2 separate regions of the Mus musculus genome follow, and region 1 is linked to region 2. A link is a contact called in public HiChIP or PLAC-seq data. All regions are on one chromosome and are shown on one strand. Each heading gives the region's core, a stretch centred on a gene start, on an enhancer-like site or on the middle of the called end of the contact. The rest is flanking DNA. Distances are from core to core; before and after follow the strand shown.

Evidence for each region. HiChIP or PLAC-seq counts read pairs in DNA pulled down with a chosen protein or histone mark.
Region 1: a FOXA1 HiChIP or PLAC-seq map of pancreatic cancer cells shows a contact between it and region 2. The contact joins two enhancer-like sites. A contact is called at or near these places in 1 of 484 Hi-C or Micro-C datasets (the C2C12 cell line) and 1 of 115 datasets of contacts at active chromatin or transcription factors (pancreatic cancer cells).

The regions. Positions count from the first base shown.
Region 1 is chr9:34,278,726-34,282,534 of GRCm38.p6, reverse strand. No RefSeq gene overlaps it. Among named protein-coding and RNA genes, the nearest start is that of Kirrel3, 210 kb to the left of the region's middle. Within about 2 kb of position 2,469, at least 97 of the 459 cell types and tissues checked have an H3K27ac peak or open chromatin away from gene starts, as enhancers often do. A contact at or near this core is called in the C2C12 cell line and pancreatic cancer cells, where this site is marked.
Region 2 is chr9:33,857,115-33,860,891 of GRCm38.p6, reverse strand. No RefSeq gene overlaps it. Among named protein-coding and RNA genes, the nearest start is that of Gm25439, 58 kb to the left of the region's middle. Within about 2 kb of position 2,116, at least 21 of the 459 cell types and tissues checked have an H3K27ac peak or open chromatin away from gene starts, as enhancers often do. A contact at or near this core is called in the C2C12 cell line and pancreatic cancer cells, where this site is marked.

The sequences.
Region 1 (3,809 bases), core at 1,220-3,719, 420 kb before region 2:
GGGCTTTCCTGAGACCCTGGTGACTTCCTGGAGGGGATGGATCACTGGGTTCGTTCTCTGTAGATCTTTGTTTTGTGTTATTCGTAAACCATAGTGTCCAAGATAGGAAAATGGGCGCTTTTGCCAGTTCTTGCAAAAATCTATCTGCACAAAAGACTAAAGTACAAGATAAAAATAAGCCTCTTATTAGATAAGTTTATTTTCCTATATATCTGCCTTGACTTTACTCAAAAGAGTGTCCATGTTAGTTGTCCACCTTGTATACTCCTTCTTTCCCACTTTAGCATCTGCTTCTTCTAGTTCCTACAACCTACTTTTCTCTAGCTCCAAGCTTGCCAATACTAATAGCAAGTATTAATAGCTCAGCAGATCAAGGGCCATCTGTGGCTAAGATGTACTCTCTTGAGATGACATTTTTTTTTGTCACTTGTGGGTGTAACATATTTGTGTAGAAAATTTCTGTTTGTTATTACTACTTGTGTAAACCAGAACTCAGATATGTCTGAACAGAAGGCATGATTTACTGGACATAGAAACACTCAGATACAGTGTCTACAGATACTGCCCCAGTCTTGGAAAGGCAGCATGGAGTTCCACAGTATAGAATTTACAGAAGGACACCAGGTCAAGTCTCAAGTCAGCCATTTCCTAGATTCTGTTATATTGTCTATACCAACTCAAGCAAACTCCATTATTTGTTTCAGTTAGGACCTAAAGATAATTCTCTGCCAGTTTTCTGAGTACACATTTTGTAGATATGGGTTGGTTTTTTCCTGTTTCCTGATATCTGTCAATGACTGTTGGATAAAAACACAACTTTCTAGGGGAGAGGGAGGAAAAGTCTTTTTCTTACCATCAGTATCACAATGGCAATGTTTCACTTTGGAGAAAGGGCAAAGGCAACTATGTGTAATGCCAATTCTAAATGGCCTGGGTTCTTTATATTTAAGATTTCTTTCTTGTGAGATAACTTGTTTCATATTCAGAAACTCTCTTAAAGAAAGCATAGGATGAAATGTTTCGCTGGCCATGACTTTCCTGTGAGTGTCTATAACACTTTGTCATTGAACCAAGGGAGTTTCATATCTTTTGCCAGCAGTTAACCTGTAAAATAATTCTGTCCATTTTACTCTTTTTTTTTCTGTAAGATATACTTACTATGTAGCGTAGGCTTGCTTTAAGCTCATACTCCTCCTGCCTCAGCCGCTATGTACTGATTACAGGTGTGTATTGCCATGCTTGGTAATTTCTTAGTTCTTGTTCTTACCGTTGAGGGGAGTTGGGAGAATTTGAAGTGGACAAAGCACTAGGGCTGCAACACGTACCTGTCAGTGTGACCTTGGGGAAGTCATAATAAGCATGTGAAACTGTGTTTTTATCATGCATGGCAAGAAAATAATAGCACGTGCCTTAGCTGAAGGATCAAGCATAGCCATCCATGAGCAAATACCTTGAATACAAGGATTAAAAACATTCTATTAGAGAGGCAAACAGCAATGTTCCTAGCACTCTGCAAGGCAGTATGCTCTTTCCCGTCAGATTTGGAGGACCACGCTGGCTGCAGAGTGGGCTCTAATGAGGATTTCTCATTATTGCCATTTGGTTTGCTTCTTATTAAATTTAACAATAATGTCCAATTAATTCTGTGTCCATTAAAATTTGAAATAATGATTTCAAAGAACAAACATGAGTGGATTGCACGGGATACTTCAAAATTAAAGAGAGATGTGTGTGTGTGTGTGTGTGTGTGTGTGTGTGTGTGTGTGTGTGATTTAATTGCTTAGAGCTCCTAATGAGGAAAGATCATGAGACTATGCCAATCCGTAAGAGGGAACCGCCATTCAGCTCAAAGGGATGCACAGTGCTCAGAAGTTCAAAACATCCACATCTGAGGTCAAGTTGTGTGGCATGGCGTTAATAAAGTCATATTAAATAGAGATCAGAGAGGAGAAGGATTCTTGTGTGTGTGTTCTGTATGTGTGCATGTACGTGTATGTATATATATAGGTGTGTAGGGCATGTGGGCATGCCACCAGACAGTCATGAGCACTGGTGAGGTAGAGCATACTCAAATCCTGGGAATCTCAGAGATTCGAGTCCAAAGGAGTGGAGCTGCTTCGTCTGTGCCTGCTCAGAACCTCAGCCAATAGAAAGCATTTACCCTCCAAATCCCATCCCACTGCCCAAGGTTCATAGAATCGCTGTCCACATGGAATAAAGTGCACAAGTTATTTCACTGAGGAGCGTCTCAGAGTGGCTTGGAGGAGGGCTCTCTTGCCTGAAGCACTCATTGTTGAATCTTGGACCTGCTTGCCTGGCCAGGCTCCTGTTGCCCACAGAGGCTCACATCAGAGTGCTGGCTGATGCTATCACCATTGCTGCTGCAGCTGCAGGACTGAATGACCTGCCTCAAGCTGACTGCCCAAACTTCTTTATTCCTTTTGTAAGAGCTGTAACACTCCCACATTCCCAGCATTCCTGGGTTGGACTGGAGCCCTATGGAATCTATTCACCCAGGCTCTGACTCACTCTCCTTGGTCTGGCACACAGCAACATCTGACAACCTGAAGATATACGTTTTCCCATCCTGAAGAGACTGTGTGCTCTCCCATCCTAGATTTTGCCCACTACCTGCTGAGCCAGTGTATCAGTGGCATCCAGACATTGCCAGCAGAGAGGCAGAACATGGAACCACACAGGTATGCATGCATATTCATGTACATGCATGTAGGACTCAGAGGCCAACACTTAGAGGTTGGCAACAGTATCTTTCTTTGTCATTCTCGATCTTATTCTTTGAAACAGGATCCTCGCTGGATCCCATGTGGGCCTTTTCAGCTTGAGTGACTGACCTGCAAGATAGTATCATTTTGTCTCTGCCTCTCAGTGCTGAGTTTGTAGATGTGTGCATCTGTACCCAGCTTTTAAAGTGGGTGGATGACTACATTCAGGTTCTTGTACTGACTCAGAAGTATTTTATTGACTGGGCCACCTCCCCAGCCTTGTGGTTTGTTTTTGAAGACTCAAGCTTACCACTCAATGACTCATCCCATACACTGAGTATAGCTGACCAAACTATACTAATCCTCTTCCAGTCCATTCCTCAATATGTGCCTCTGTCCTACAGTAAAATAAAAGAATTAATGATTCATTTCATTTACTTCATAGTCAAGAATACAGTGCATACTTTTCCCTCCTCCTTGAAAATGAACACTGTAGCTGGAGCCCCCTGGCTTTTTGACTTGCTTCGCTTCTTATTGCCATTAATTATGTCTTTGCTCTACATTTTTTTTTCACATCAACAGAATTTTTTGATGATGGAGCTTACGAACTCTGGTTTGCTTGCCATGGTCCATAGGCACCGTGTGGCATTTGGGCTGTCATAGGCTCATTGTACTTCAGTTGAAGTTAAATTGTTTAAAAGAAAGGTTGCCAGGAGAGAGGGTACTCTTCTCACTCAAGGGAGGGGACTGCAATGTGCTGGCATAGAGAAGGCACTAGAGAAATACAAGGGAACCAGAGCATCACAGGAGTGCTGGCTTTGGCTGCAGTCCAAGTGGAATAATTGCATCCCATCTATGGAAAGCCCCCTGCAGTTCCAATCAGATTGGATACTCTGTTCAATTTCTTCCCTAAAGCCTTTGCATTGAGGAGCAGAGGCTACATGTAAGCAGTGGGCCACTGACCAGTAGATGCTTCATGTAAGGAGTGGGTCATTGACAAGCAGAGGCTGTGCTTAAGGACTAGATAAAGAGCCAGGGAGCTGAAGAAAGGATGTAGAACTTCAACAATTCTCTTCAGGTCCCTCC
Region 2 (3,777 bases), core at 867-3,366:
CTTCTTCAGCCATCCCTGCAGAGGCTTTGCCTGGCTCAGAGAAGCCTTTGTCCTATTTCCCTCCCATGGCACTCCCTCATGCTGTTTGCTGGGACAAAGCTGTCTTCTTGGCTGTTCAGAGATAGACCCGATCAAATCTCATTTGTAGACTTGCAAAGGTGGATGCTAGAAGCCTTGGGACCTGTTTTATCCATGTGATGGGTGTGATGCTTGTCTGTATCAGACAGAAAAGACTATTCTGGAGTCCATACATAACTTCATAGGTTCATAAGGAAGATCTAGGTTTAGTATGAAATCTATGCACCTGTTGGTGAAATTCCACTATTCTGTTTCTATTTGATATCAAAAGAGAAGCTGAGGTTTAATTTCTCCTTTTTCTTCCGAGGATGTGAACAGGATGATATTTTGAAAATACAATTAAATTATACAGCATTTTATTTTCTATAGACTCCTTCCTGTCCCTTTCCTTCCCTTTACTCCATGGAAACATATACACTCAAAAAGATAACCTAAGTGTGGCCATGCCACCCTGGGAGAGGTTTGGTCAGAGAACAAGCCTATAAATTTCAGTGGTTCCAAATACCCAAACCCTGAGGCAGATTATACTGGTATTTGAAAAGCATAATCATTGCCTGGACTAATTATTTATGTAGGAAATGCCTAGTGTCATTTAAGAAATTAAAGGGACTTTTTCTGCATCTTCCTCATGTACTAGGGTTAGTGAATGAGTAGACTATGTGAAAATGAAAACTGAGAGGGTTCAAGAGAAACCAGGAGTCAGTGCTGAGCAGAATGCCACACTGATCTGATGCCCGATGGCTGGCTAGAATTTGAGTTACTATGTGAAGACACTTGATATACAAACAGCCTCTGCAGAGAGATCTCTGCCCTGCTCCCACTGCAGGCCACTGCTGGCCTTCTTTTGGATAATGGAAACCTCCCCCTTTCAGTAACTAGCTTCTCTCCCAACCATGCTCTCCAGCTGTCTGCAATATAAAATTAGTTCCCTCCCTTACCATGAACCCCTTGTGGGAACTCCCATTCATGCATTGCTCTGGTCTCTGAGAGACCCAAATAAGATCAATTATTTGACTTAAGCAAAACAAAGTTAGTCATCTAAAAATAATCTAGCATTAAGGATTTAGTCTGTTACCTTGAAATAGATGATCTAGGGACAGAAAATGAAGAAATTTACTTGATTCTTAAGCTACTTGAGGAAAAATGTACCTATATTCCACTCCTCCCCGCAACTATCTCCCAATGAAGAATACATTGCTTGGACACATGATTTTCTTTCTCACTTTTCAGCAGTGGCATGCATTCCACTAGGGTGTATAGATTTCAGTCAGTGCTCATACTTCTGTGAGCCACAGCCCGTAGTCATATTTCTTCCTGAGTTAGCGCCACACATAGTAATTGTCACTGACTATTTTTAAAGAAGCAAAAGAAGACATACATTTCTGAGTGTTTAGCTTCTTCTCTGTAATAGAAAAATGGGGCAACACTGAGTCCTATCATCCCGTGATGCTTTCTTGGGACTTGACAGCACTCCTGGGTTCCCCTGCTCTCCTGAGTCCACATTGCATGTTTGACATTGAGGCAAGGCTAGATGCCAACTACCATCGGAATCATATTTCTTTTTATGCTCTGCATTCCTGCCTAAATCTTCCCTTTTATGTTTCCTTCATGGTCTTGCGAGTCATTCTTCCACTGTAGTAAAGTGTGCTTTCCTGATTTGGATAGCGAAAAGCTATGGTGTAATCGAGGTGGTGGCCCATCAGGAAAATATCTGTGGTCATTTGCTTGTAGAAATAATACTTTGATATTACAGTTCTTTAAAACCTTACTTTGTATACTTTTTTTCTTCACTGAAATCTCTAACTTATTCCCCTTAAGTCACACAAACGCAGCTGGGGTGAAAAGGTAGGACTCCTTAGCCCTCTATTCTGTAACTTTCTGCTTATGTGACTTCCTGGTAGCTCTTATATTGTCCTGTACCCCTCCCCAAAGTGTTTGACTTTGGTCGTCACTGGAGGTTCTGCTTATCTCTCTGGAGGAGCCATTTCGAGTCTTTATTACTAACACTGCTGTCATGTCCTGTCTGGCTTGTAACTGTGTGGCGGAGTGCAGATTGAGCAACTCTGAAGAACAGACATTTGTCTGAGGCTGTCTAGCCAAGGAAACCAGGGCTGTGTGGCTTGGCATAGTGCCAAATGTGTTTGATAATTAATTGTGTGACTTTAGACAAGTAATTTGCTTTGTGAGTGCTTCAGTTTCCTTTTAGAAAATAAGACTCGACCCAGCGTGACCCCTACTTATTCATTCAAGTGATTCATTCATGTAATAAGTATCAAATACCTAACATGTCATAGACACTGCCCTAGGAGCTGATATAGAAATGACAGAAAAGACAGTGGCATTGCCCCTGGGCATTTTAAAGTCTGGAAGAAGAGCCATATATGTTAGTATTCATTTATCTGTTTATTATTGATTACACTTCTTTGCAGCCCTGTGCATGTAATGTATTTTGGTCAATGATGAATTGCATATACAACGGTGTCCCCATAAGGTCACAACAAAGTGAAAACATTTGTGTCTCCTACAGACACTTCTGTAGTCCTCACATCATATCAGTACCAGGTACGCTGTATATATATTCATGGTAATGCTGGAGTAGACAGATCCTCTGAACTGTTAGTGCAATGGAGATTCAACAAGTCATTATGCACAGTGCATAATTCTTATAGTGATAATAAGAGTTATATTTCTGGCTTCAGGGTTTACTCTGCTATGACTTTTTATGATTAACATACATTCCTTAGTATTTTGCATTACTTTAACATACATTCGTTATTATTTTTCTATGAAAAAGAATAGCTTACACTGTCAGCAGTCACTCCTCTCTAATATTTTCATCTTCTCATGATTTCATCAAGAGGTAACAGCAAGTGAGTCACCTATAACACTTTGGTTTGAAATAATGCACTCTTTGTTGTTAAGACGATGGCAGTGACTGGAGAGATGGCTCAGTGGTTAAGAGCACTGACTGCTCTTTGAAGGTCCTGAGTTCAAATTCCAGCAACCACATAGTGGCTCACAACCATCCATAATGAGATCTGATGGCCTCTTCTGGTGTGTCTGAAGACCACTAAAGTGTACTTACATATAATAATAAATAAATCTTTTTTTAAAAGACAATGACAATTTGCCTTATAGTTCAGAACTTGCGCCATCCACTAAGTGTGACATAAGTATAAAATAACCACACATACCGGATAACAAAACATGTACATGTTATTTAGAGTTGTGTGATATGACTATGTGACAAGTAGCAGAATATGGGCCATGATTGCATGGGAATACTTACAAAATTCAATGAAGATTTCAGACCAGCACTGTATCTTGTGAGGGCCCCGAACAATGAACAGAGCAGCAGTTGTTAATCTTCCTAACTCTATAAAATGCTGTTCCTCATATCACAATGTCTCCAGACCATAAAATTATTTTGCTGCTTCATAACTGCAATTTTGCTGCAAATTAATATTTGATATGGGGCTCACGACCCACATTGAGAACCACTGGTATATTGCATCTTGTGTTAAGACTCAGAGATACATAAGTGATTGTATCCAGTGATGGAGATGACCAAAGTGCGGCAGGTAGTGCGAGAAAAGATGTCCCATTAAAGGTAGGATTCATAGAGCATTATACCCTATGATATGTTCTAATTTTAATATTAGATTTTTTAGTTGTTTTGTTTGTTTGTTTGTTTCCAGG